Linked DNA regions of Oryctolagus cuniculus: region 1 is linked to region 2. A link is a contact called in public Hi-C data. All regions are on one chromosome and are shown on one strand. The core of a region is the stretch at or near the end of the contact, and the rest is flanking DNA. Distances in the headings are between cores, read along the strand shown. Region 1 overlaps LOC127489680. Region 2 holds the start of ZC3H8 (zinc finger CCCH-type containing 8).

Evidence for each region. Hi-C and Micro-C count contacts between places; a contact is called where the count stands out from the background.
Region 1: a contact with region 2 is called in a Hi-C map of an unstated tissue, with 2.1 times the contacts expected there. The contact joins the enhancer-like site here to the promoter of ZC3H8 in region 2. A contact is called at or near these places in 2 of 6 Hi-C or Micro-C datasets (ear pinna and an unstated tissue).

Annotation. Positions count from the first base shown.
Region 1 is chr2:113,535,785-113,541,841 of mOryCun1.1, forward strand. LOC127489680 reads right to left here. Exons shown (of 7, transcript XM_051841412.2): 3 at 1,920-5,132. Among named protein-coding and RNA genes, the nearest start is that of TTL, 33 kb to the right of the region's middle. Within about 2 kb of position 4,722, at least 4 of the 8 cell types and tissues checked have an H3K27ac peak or open chromatin away from gene starts, as enhancers often do.
Region 2 is chr2:113,431,896-113,438,043 of mOryCun1.1, forward strand. ZC3H8 (zinc finger CCCH-type containing 8) reads right to left here and starts at 1,745. Exons shown (of 9, transcript XM_070068805.1): 1 at 1,541-1,745. The coding sequence starts at 1,740.

The sequences.
Region 1 (6,057 bases), core at 3,472-5,971, 110 kb after region 2:
CTGCTATGACCTGGGAAAGCAGTGGAAGACGGCCCAAGTGCTTGGGTCCCTGCACCTACATGGGAGACCTGGAAGAAGCTCCTGGCTCCTGATTGGCACAGTTCTGGCCATTGCAGCCATCTGGGGAGTGAACTAGCAGATGGAAGACCTCTCTCTCTGTCTTTACCTCTCTCTGTAACTCTGTCCTTCAAATAAATAAAATAAATATTTTTAAAAAATAAAGAAAATATCACATCGTCTTTTTCTCTGGGAATTTCCATCTTAGAAGAGAGACTCTGCAACCCCCAAAGTAATCCAGGAATCCTTGAATGTTCCTGCTTTTGGGACCCAAACGCTTCCTCATGTTAGTCTACTGGAAAGGGCTTTGCAAACTTGCTGTGAATAAGTTACTTTTTCCTGTTAACTGGGTGGCCACTCCTTTCTAGTGAGAAAGAGAATGGGAGCAGCTCTGACCTTGAGATGTGAACCACTGCTCACGGCCAGGCCTTGCCCTTCTCCTGTGGGACCTTTAGCAGGGCCTCCCAAAGCCTTGATCCTGGAGTCAAGACAGCTGTTCTGTGCTTGAAGGCAAATCCAGGAACAGAGGGTCAAGACATCCTGGATGGTCCCTCTGCCTCACTGTCTGGACCCTGAGCTCCACAACGCAGGGGCTGTGCCCAGGATAGAGGCTGGAAGAACACATGGGAGGGATTCTGGGCCCACCCTATCCCCTTTTCTCCCCAGGCACCCCAGTGTGGCAACATATGCCTCAGATGGCAAAAATACCACTGCTGCGAGGTGTGAGCTCATGGTACATACTAGAAAATTCTATCTAAATCAGATGACGATTATTTGTATTTGGTCCAAGGATATATGTGTAGCAAATATTTCATCAAAGGATGAATGGGAATCAAAGGACACCTGTATCAGTCCTTGTGGAGAGACTTGGCACAGAGCCCATGGCCTGGCAACTGTTGCTTGGGTAGGCAGCTACATCCTTCGCTGGTGAGCTTGTGGGAAGTGGGCTGTGGCTGACAGTGTGGAACAGGGAGACTGATCATCCCAGAAGAGGTAGGGTGAATCCTATACTTGAGCTGTAGCTAGAGAACTCAGATGGGTGTGCAGGTGAGCAGCTGTCATGTGACAGATGGGACGACATGGGGGAGTCTGGGGCCAGGAGGCTTCAGGAGGGCGGGCAGGTTGGGCTGGGCTAAGCGTATCTTCTTGGAGCCTTCTCAGGCCCTGCCAACCTGTTCTATGTCCCACTGACTTTGGTCAGTGTAAGTTAGCTGAAGGTTTGGGACCCACGTGTCTGTTCTTCACCGTGGTAGGAAACAAACACAGGTGGAAGGTGTGCAATGGACCAAGCACCTTTCTCTAAGTCCTTTCTGCCTATGCTGATTCAAGTAGCATTCCTGCCTCTTGGAAACAAAAGGACCTTCACTGGCATGGGGATGTAACATCTGCGGAAGCCAAGGTGGCAGCCTGAAGCAGCCTGTCCCACGAGAGGAGTGCTGTCTGTCACAGCACGGGGATCCCTGCCAGTTGGGGGTGATAAGGAAAACCTCCTGGAAGACAGTAAGAATTCTGGCCACTGTCATAGGATACTTCCTATAGGCCCACAAGTGCAAGTATTCTGGATGCTTTCATTAACCCCCCACCAGGAGATTGCCAATGTTCCCATTTCCTAGTCTAGAATACTGAAGTCCAACATGGTCACAGAGCTTCTCTGAGATCTTGGCTAGGAAACAGTGGAGGCAGCACAGCCCAGGCAAACGGATGCCTGAGCTGGGGATCTTTCAGGCTGCATGGGCTGTCTGCTCAGTGTGAATTACCCATCTGGGCACCAAGACAGCTTTTTCTAAAACTTGGCAAGGCCTTTGATTACTAGAAAGAGAGTGGAGATGGGGTGAAGGAGAGATGCTGAGTACCCCACCCACCGTGTCCAGGTCTGCTGTGGTTGGCTCAGCAGTGTAGGTCCCCACAGTGCTCCCAGGGCTGCCTGTCGGTGAGGCACCCTGAGAATCCACACTGCCCACCATGTCGGTTCCTGCTGCAGCCTCCTTGCAGTGGAGCTGAGACTGGACAGAGTCTTGTTCTGGGACCCTTGGTGGCTCCTCCGCAGGTTTCAAGCACTGGGCCAGGAGTCTCCAGGCCTCGGAGTGACCGCCCTTCCAGGCCCGGAGCTGGGCCATGACATAGTGGGCCTTGGCTGCCCACTCCCACCGAAGCCAGTCCAGGACGTGCGTCCCCCACTCCTCGGGGTGTTCTCGGAGCAGAGGGACCCTCCGGGCCACCTCCTTGGTGAGGACAAGAATGCTTTCCAGAGCCACCATAAGGTCTTCTTGACAGGGCCCAGACTCTCGGCTACTTGCCACAATTTCCTGCACAGCTTGGATTCTGGACGCCATTGTTTCCAGGGAGCTTTCTGGGCTGCTCTGGGGATCCTTGCAGCCAGAGCGTCTCGAGAAGAAAACATTTTGCAGGGCACATTCGTAGTCTGCATTGATGCTCCTGAAGTGGCCAGTCAGGGACTTGGCTCGCAGGGCGAGCTCCAAGCAGAGGAGTTGAAAGCGTGTAGACAGGCTGGGAGACGGCTTAGGGCAGGAGACCAAGATCTGTGCCACATCCAGCAGAGCGTCTGTGAGCACGTGAACCTCCCTACATAGAAAGGAGACCTCACCCTTGACCTGCTCACTCCGACTCAGTGGGCCAGACAGCCTGGCAGCCTCTCGCAGCCTCCGAGAAGCGTCTGCTGCCTGCTCCAACCCTTCCTTCAACCCCTGCTGGCGTTTCACTGCCTGCCGTAGGGGAAGCAGGAACAGGCCTTGTCTCTCGGTGAACCTCTCCATGTACTGAATGAGGTCATGGACAGCCGCTGACCATAGAAAGCACCCATCTTCAATGTCCTTTTCCCATGACTTGGGGGCTTGGAGACCATCCCAGGCCAGAATGGTGTCCATCAGTTGTTTAGCACGGGTCTCTGCCTCCTTCAATCTGCCTTGCATTTGTAAAAGTGCTTCTGGGAGTCCGGTTGAGTTCGGGTCCTGCTTAGTCAAGTCCCTGGGCCCACTTTGAGCTGCTAGCTGAACCACTGAGGCTAAATTCTGCTGAAGCTCCATGAATACTGCCATGTTCCCTGGTAGATCAGCTGTTCGGTTGTGACAAAACAGCTGTTGACACAGATGGTACCAGTCCCCAGCCACAGCTACCAAACTCTGTCTGGTCTCCCTGGTTCTCCCAGGGAGCTGGAGAGTCCCTTTCAGAAGCCCATCAGCTCTAGAGGCTGTGTAATGGGCTACCTCCCTTGGTGGCTCACAGGCAGAAGGTCTCCGTGCTGAGATCTCTGGGAGACCTGTCATCCGCTCTGACCCCAGGGGTCCCTCCCCAGCCAGGGCCTCTTGATCTGCATCCACAGCTGCACCCTGCTCCAGCAGGCCGATGCCAGCGGAGGGCACTGTCTGGTGGTCCTGGCTCTCTACAGCGAGGATGAGTTTGTTAATGGCAGGGGGTGCAGAGACCCTCCTCTGTGGTTGTATGTCAGGAATCCAGGGGCAGGAAGGATGGTCCCTTGGGGAACAGGAGGTGCCCGGGTCACCTTCCTCTAACCCAGGCACCCTCTGGCATTTCAGTTTAGGGGCATTAGTGTCCCAGAGGCTGGGAAGAATGAAACCAGGATGGCCCTTGGCAATTCGTAACCTCTGGACTTGGATCCGAAGAGGGCTGAGGATATCCGGGTGGTTGGTTCCATCCAACCCCTCCAGCACGCTCTGCGCTGAATAGATGAGTCGTTTTGCCATGGCTAAAACCACGTCTGTGTCCTGGGAGCTGTGCCCACCTGAGCAGCGCTCAGCAACCGCACCCAGGACCAGGCAAGACTGCGCCAGCTGCTGGATCAAGACTCTGAGGCCATTCCGGAAAATGGGGTCTCTTTCTTGGCCCACATACCTGCTCATGACTTGCACGATGTGTGTGGCTCGACCCTGTAAATACACCACAGGTCTACAAAACTCTCTGGGATCTCCATTTTTCAAAGCCCACGTGAGGAAGGGCAAATGCCTGGTCATTTCCTGAATGGACACGTTCAGGAACTCAGGAATATTGAGAACATCATCGAAACATGCTAACAGGCATTGGGACGCACCGGCCCAGGCCGGAAGCAAGGCCTGCAGAGTGGCAGGGTCCTGGTCCAGACCAGATCCTTGGGGGCTTCGGGAGAAAAGCTGTTGCACTCTGACCACGAGCGCCCACAGGCCCACTGTGGCAGCCTCCAGGTCTCTGCAGGTCTGCGGCCGCGGGCAGCAAACCAAGACCAGGTGAGCCACCCTGAGCATCTGCTTGGCTTGGTCCAGGAAAGCCGTAAGGAAAGGCCGGAGGCTCTCGGGCAAGGCTTCGCCACCGTTCGGGCAGCCTACTTTGGGGGTCGCCAGCGCGGTCTGCACCAGTCTCTGAAGAGGGCTTTGCGTATCCGTGAACGCGTCCAGGATCTGGCGCAGTAGCGCAGTGCGGACTCCCTGGGAGAGGGCCTCGGTCGCGGCCCGCAGCGCCGCGCGCTCCTGGGTCGGCTCCAGGTTCCCGCGGCCGGGCCCCCAGGCGCACAGAGTCCCACGCAGCTCCAGCAACCGGCTGCAGCGGGCCACTAAGCGCAGCCTCTCCGGCGGGGCGCAGCCAGCGGCCAGGCGCATGCAGTGCCCCAGCACGGCCGCCAGCGGTCCATCTAGGAGCCCGCTCAGGCTTCCGGCCCTGGGCGCCGCCAGCAGCTCGCTCAGCTGACGCAGGCGCCGGGGCAGCGTGCCGCCTCGCGTGCGGCCCCGGGCCGCGGCGCCGGGGTCGAGCCGCGCCAGGAGCTTGCCCAGGGCCTCCCGGGTCAGAACAAGAGCGTGGCGCCGGGAGGCTGCCAGCTGCGGGTCGTGCGGGTGCCGCAGGTGGCCTCGGGCGGCCGCGACGAGGGCGGGAACGCACGCCCGGAGCAGGTGGCCGGGCCCGCGCGCCGTCAGAGCCCCTAGGCGCAGCAGCGCCGCCGCCAGGTCTGCGAAGGGGCCGCTCAGCGAGGCCGCGTCGTCCTCCACCTCCAGTGCGTCCAAGCAGGTGAGGCACCAGCCAACCGCCAGCGCCGTCCTCCTGGCCCTCGCCGCCTCTTCCAGGAGCAGGACCTGTGCAGACAGCCGGGGAGAGAGGCCTGGAGATGCATGCACGTTTTGGAGCAAGGGCGAGAGCAATGGCCCCTACCTAACTCCCAAGACAGACCAAAGGGAGGGAGGAGCCACCTGGGAGTAGCTTCGCAAGCGAACAGCTGGTTTACCTGAACATGGAAAGCCGCCTGCACGTAGCTATATTTAATGTGGGGCCTGGCCTGGGTGAGGATGGTGGCTGGAGGGATGTGCCCTCCCAGACAGCTCCGTCCCCTGCCTTCCGCGTGCCATCAAGAGCAGGTGGCAAAGCCCAGGCTCTGTCTCTTATCCACCCATTTCCAACCCTCTTTTAATAAGGACCTGTAAAATTAGGAAGATTCCCCCGGCCACACACACACCACCAACAACGATTAACCCACACTATTACTTACTGATGAGCAATTGTATTTGATAGTGTTTAAGGCACATGGATTCCAACAGGGCCTCATGAATGCAGTCATAGTAGAGTGTTGGATGGAACATGGCCAGTGTTTGGAGACTGGGAGTTGGTCCTGGTTTCCTGATACCCCTCCAGCCGAGGCCAGTGCAGTGGGCCTTTGGTTTTCCAGTCAGTATGACAAATAAGCTGAGTAGCTGAGGTTTCAGGGGCCTCTCCCCATGGCTCATGGCCACAGACAGGGTGGAAAATAACCCTTTTGGTGACTCCCCGCCCTCCCCTTAGAGGTAAGTGGCTAAATGTAAGTGATGAGGGGACTGCATGTGGGTTTAAGATCATAGACCTGGGGCTGGCACTGTGGCACAGTGGGTAAAACTGCCACCTGCAGCACTAGCATCCCATATGGGTGCCCATTCACCTCTCAGTTGCTTCACTTCCGACCCAGCTCCCTGCTTATGGCCTGAGGAAAGCAGCGGAAGATGGCCCAAGCGTTTGGGCCCCTGCCACCCA
Region 2 (6,148 bases), core at 495-2,994:
TCATTTCTCTTCAAGGTTGTTGTGAGCCTTAAATGATAAACTTCATGTAAAGTATGTAGTAAAGCTTTTGTAGTAACCACAAAGCGTTTTAGTAGGCTCTTAGCCTGAAGGCCGCAGTTTCCAGTAAGGCGTTTGACCCAAAGAGAAGTGAATGATGCTCAGAGGTAAAATCTGAGGCCAGCACTGTGGCTTGGGCACCAGTTGGAATACTGGCAGCTCCATTTCCAATCCAGGGCCCTGCTAATGTGCCTGGGAAAGCAGCATAAGATGGCCCAAGTGCTTAGGCCCCTGCACCCTTGTGGGAGACCCAGATGAAGCTCGCTGCTTGTGCCATTTGGGGAGTGAACCAGTGAATAATCCCTCTCATTATATATAACTCTGCCTTTCAAATAAGATGAATCTTTAAAAAAAGGGGGGGGGGGGCTGGCACCGTGGCATAGGTTAAGCCTCTACCTGCTCTGCCTGCGTTCCTTAATGGTGCCAGTTTGAGTCCCCACTGCTCCACTTCCAACCCAGCTCCCAGCTAAAGTACTTGGGAAAGCAGCAGAAGATGGCTGAAGTCCTTCGGCCCCTGCACCACGTGGGAGACCCGGAAGAAGCTCCTGGTTCCTGGTTTCCACCTGACCCAGCCCTGGCCACACCCCTGCACCCATGTGGGAGATCTGGAAGAAAGAGGCTCCTGGCTCCTGTTCAGTTGCGGCCATCTGGGGAGTGAACCAGCAGATGAAAGATTATCACCCCCTCCTTCTCTCTGTATTTCTGCCTTTCAAAAAAAAAAAAAAAAAAAAAAACAAACCAGAATCAGAGATACATCTTACATCTGGGACACCGTAAATAAAGGAATAAAACGATGTGTGTCAAGGTTTTGGCTTAGGGAAACTGGGGAACAGAGAAGACAGATTTAGGAAGAGAAGGTGGTTTTTAGCATTTCAAACTTAAAAAGAAAAGCCAATGAATATTTGGGTATAGATAAACTACACTATAGGGGCGTCCAGTAGGGAAATCAAATTAGTGCCGTCTGGCCAGCGACTTTAGGTGCTTTTCAGCCTAAAGGTGGGACTGAATCCAAATGGTGTTAATTATGATCTCCATAGAAACCTCCGATGCCTACCGGTAGAAGACCCGCAGAGTGTTCGCTACTTCGCCGTTTAACGAACTCGTGGTTCGGTCCTTTCTACAAGGAGCGAGCCTAGCACGTGCCAGTCTCAAGGACAAACGAGCCCAGTCCCGCGGAAGCCTCCTGTGCGCAGGAGACAGAAGCGCCACGAGGACCCTCGGGAGGGCTCCCCTTGCGGCCTAGAGGGCCAGGCGAAAAAGGGGAGCATCCCGGGGACCCCGCCCCACGCTGGACACGGCACCGGGCCCCGCGCGTGGCCCCCGCCCCGCCCCTGCCCGCACGACCGCCTCTCGACGTCAGGCCCCGCGCCCCCGCGCCCGTCACGGAGCGGCGTGGACGAGGACCCAGGGTGCCCTCCAGGGCACGAGGCGGCGGAGCCCTGCCGGGGACCTGCAGTCACAAAGTGAAAAAATGTGGGATCACCTTTCATCAGAATCCGAGGCCTGTTTTTTGCCGAGGGCTGGGTTGGGGGGCTTTGAGAAGAGATTCTCAAAATCCATCACCCAGCCACGGGCTTCCCTCTCGCCGTACCTACAAAACAAACCACAAACGCGTGCGGACACCCGGCCGCCGCGCCAAGCTGCGGGCTCCGCCCAGCGCAGGCGCGTCTCGCCCCCGCGCATGCGCCGCACCGCCCTCCGCGACCGCGCAGGCTCGCTTTCGCCCCGCCTCTGCGCAGGCGCCGATGGTGGTGCTTTCCGTGTTTTTTTTTTTTTTTTTTTTTTTTTTTTATCATGTCAGATATTTAATGGAATTTTGTAACTTAACTCCTTAGGCTTCTCTTTTCTTTCACTTTGGCGAAAACTCCTCAGTAGAGATCATAGTGTTTCTAAGCGAGGGTTGCAAATAGCTCACTTTTATTTAAGCCATTTCAGGGGCTGGCTGCGGCGCAGGGCGTTAAGCTCCCCCTGCAGCAGGAATGGCCTTTTGAGTCCCGGCTGCTCCACTTCAGATCCTACTAATGCGCCTGGGAAGGCAGAAGATGGCCCAGGTGCTTGGGCCCCTACACCCACCTGGGTGACCTGGAAGAAGCTCCTGGCTCCTGGCTTCTCTGGTGCAGCCCTGGCTGTTGTGGCCATTTGGGGAGTGAACCAGCAGATGAAAGACCTCTCTCTTCTCTGCTTCTTTCTAACTCTGCCTTTCAGATAAATAAATCTTTTTTTGGAAAAGAAATAATTGCTTCTAGCTTCAGCTGTAGCTTGGTACTGTATGTACTATTGCCCTCTACATTTTTAAATGTAGATAGAAGCAGGAGTGAAGAAACAAGTTAGGTAACTTTTAGAGTCTGTGCAGCCCACTGAGACTAGAGAGAATTAGATGAAGTCAGGAAAATAGAGCACACATTTGGAAAACAGGAAATCATTGTTTTAAACCACAAAGTCTTGGGATGGTTTGCTATATAGATGGAGTTAGGTGATGATCTCTTTAAGTGGCTACCGTAACCATAGAATGATTACACGGCCTGGCAGTTCTGCTCTTAAGTATACCCTCTAGGGGCCAGTGTTGTGGCGCAGCAGGTTAAGCTGGCATCCCATACAGGCGCTGTTTGAGTCGCAGCCGCTCCACTTCCAATCCAGCTTCCTGCTAATGTGGCTGCAAAAACACCTGAAGTTGGTCCAAGTGCTTGGGCCTCTTCACCCAGGCGGGAGACCCTAATGAAGCTCCAGGCCCTTGGCTTTAGCCTGGCCATTGGGACCATCTGGGTTTGGGGCCATTCAGGGAGTGAAACTGATGAAATGTGCCCCTCTCCCTATCCCTCTGTAATTCTGCCTTGCACATAAATAAATCTTTTTTAAAAAAATATGTACTCTAAAAAACTGAAAACAGAAATTGGGAGGAACTCAGGTGCACTGTTGGCACAGAGGTTAAAGTCACCTCTTGAGATTCCTGCATACTATATGGATATTGATGATATTGATATTGGAGTGCCTGTTTCAAGGCGCAGCTTCTCCACTTCAGATACTGTTAATGTGTGCCCCAGGAGGCAACAGTTGTCTCCCTGCCACCCGTATGCGAATTCTGACTGGGTTCCGGGCTCTTGGCCCAGCCCTGGCTATTACAGACAGTTGGAGAGTGAACCAGCAGATGGAAGACCTCTCTCTCTCTCTGTCTCTCCTGCTCTCTCTGTGTAACTCTGACTTTGAAATAAATAAATCTTTAATTAAAAAAAAGATTTATTTATTTATTTATTTGAAAGAGTTACAGAGAGGCAGAGGCAGAGAGAGCGAGCAAGCAGTCTTCCATCTGATGATTCACTCCCTAGATGGCCACAACGGCTGGAGCTGCACTGATCTGAAACCAGGAGCCAGAAGCTTCCTCCAGGTCTCCCACGCAGATGCAGGGGCCCAAGCACTTGGGCCATCTTCTACTGCTTTCCAAGGCTATAACAGAGAGCTGGATCGGAAATGGAGCAGCTGGATTGGAAGTGGAGCAACTGGGACTCGAACCGGAACCCATATCAGAATGCCGGCACTGCAGGCACTCCCCTCTTCTCGTTCCCTCTCTGTCACCCATTCAACCAGATGAAAATAAATATTTTAAAAAGAATAAATACATGACATGCCATGGGTGAACTTTGAGAATCATATAATTAAAATAATCCAGACTCAGAGTGACAAATATTGTGTGATTTCATTCACAGTAAATATTTAGAATAAGCATCTTCATAGAGAGAAAGAGTAAATTAGAGGTTACCAGGGACTGAGGGGAGGGGAAATGGAAAGGTTACATTAAGCTTCTGTTTTAGATAATGGAAAGGTTTGGTAATGATGGTGATGATTGTACATCAGTGTGGCTGTAACTGTTGCCCCTGAACTGTACACTTAAAAATGGCTGAAATCACGTCATTTTTATTTTGCCACAATAACATGGCATGATACCATGGTAGAATGACTTCTTTCTTGAGGACATAGTAACAGAATTATCTAGGTCTAGTACCTCATGGGCATACACTACAAGTCAACATTCACCAACATATTTCCCCATAGCCAGGGTCAGGGGTTTTGGGAAACAAGGCATGAAATGAGCAGAGCCTCTCTGTACCATCATATTGATGTATTAGACGAAGTATTTTGCTTCCCATCCCTAAAACTCTGGGCTCTGCTGATCTAGGGCAGGGTTTTTCAACATCAGTATTACCGTTTGGGGCTGCCTAATTCTTTGTTACAGGAGACAGATTTGGGCAGTGTTGGATGTTTAGCAGCATTTCTAATTTCTACCACTAGATGTCATCTGCTCCCCAGCTGTGACAACCAAAAATGTCGCTAGACATTGCCAAACGTCCTTTAGGGGACAAAATCGTCCCTAGTTGAGAATCACTGGTGTAGTTATCCGTTCCAAAAGTAGGAACGCTTCCATCAAGAGAACGACAATGGTTCCATTAAATCAGAAACTGAAACAGCCATCTGACCATTTAGGGCTTCTCAGGCCACTACACCTATAGATAAAGAAGAGACTTATGGTGGTGGCAGTGGTGACTAATCCTATCAAGTTATCCTGACTATGCAGTGAAGCTGAAGGAAAATATGTCTAGAAAAGGGGAGAGAGGGAAGGGCTAAACAACAGAAGTCCTATTGATGAAAACAGAAAAGTCAGCCATCACAGGCAGCACTACTGGTGGCCCAAACCTGTCTGGAATCAAGATTTGGGTTACACAGCAAGCAAGGAGCCTAGGCCAGCTACAGGGGAGGGAATATGCCAAAGGCAGAGGCAGAAAGTTGGGATATGAATACCAAAAAACACAAGGACCAGTAGCAGAACTGACTGGAATAGCTATGAATATTTCATGCTTTATTTGATATATATTTGTATACATGTATGTATGTGAGGATATGTATATATACATATATACATATATATCACATATATGATATACAAATATGTATATATGTATGTATACATGTATATATACATATATGTATATATGTATATATGTGTATATACATACAAATTTATGTATATATATGCATATATATTTAAAATCTTTCTCATATGGCCCTTGCATCTAACATGAGATGTGTAATAGTAAACTTTATATCTCATTATTTTAGGGTATGAAAGCAGTCGTGTGACTAAGCTAAAAGAATTAGAAGGATAAGCATCATATGGGGCCGGCACTGTGGCACAGTGGGTTAAAGCCCTGGCCTGAGGCACCAGCATCCCATATGTGTGTCGGTTCTAGTCCTGGTTGTTCCACTTCCCATCCAGCTTTCTGCTATGCCCTAGGAAGGCAGTGGAGGATGGCCCAAGTCCTTGGGCCCCTGCACCAGTGTGGGAGACACCGAGGAGGCTCCTGCCTCCTGGCTTGTGATCCGCATAGCTCCAGCTGTTGTGGCCAACTGGAGAGTGAACCATCGGATAGAAGTTTTCTTTCTCTCTCTGCCTCTCCTCCTCTCTCTGTCTAACTCTGACTTTCAAATAAAATAAATAAATATCTTTTTTAAAAAAAGAATAAAGATCATATAAAAGTAGAAAAGGGACTTTCCATCCTTTCTGGAGGGAAGTGTTAGCATGGTTTTTGTTGAACCTGGGACAGCTGCATCATGATGAAATGCTAAAGGAAGTTCTTTAGCTAGGAGGAACAGAAACGGCAAATATATGAAATATCTGAGTAAATATAATAATAAACACTTCTTGTGAGTTCCTTACAATATGTTTGATGGTTAAAAGCAAAAACTAACACCCATCATTTGTTGATGGGGTTTTCAATATGTATAGACATAACACATGAAACAATGATAACATACATCAAGGAAGATAGTAAGACCAAACTGGTGGTAAGGTTCTAACAGACATAGGAAGTAGCAATCTACTGATACTAATTCACTGTAGTAAGTTCAGTTTATATAATTCCTGAGAATCCTCTAAGAAAACAAATAAAAAGATATATTCCAAAATACAATGAATAAATTAAAATGAAATCTCAAAATGTTAAAGCAAAAATGAGAGATAGAAGATTAAAAAAGAATGAATTGAAAACATTTTTGAGATGACAGGAAGCCATGCTTAGCAGCAGTTACACACTGAATGTAA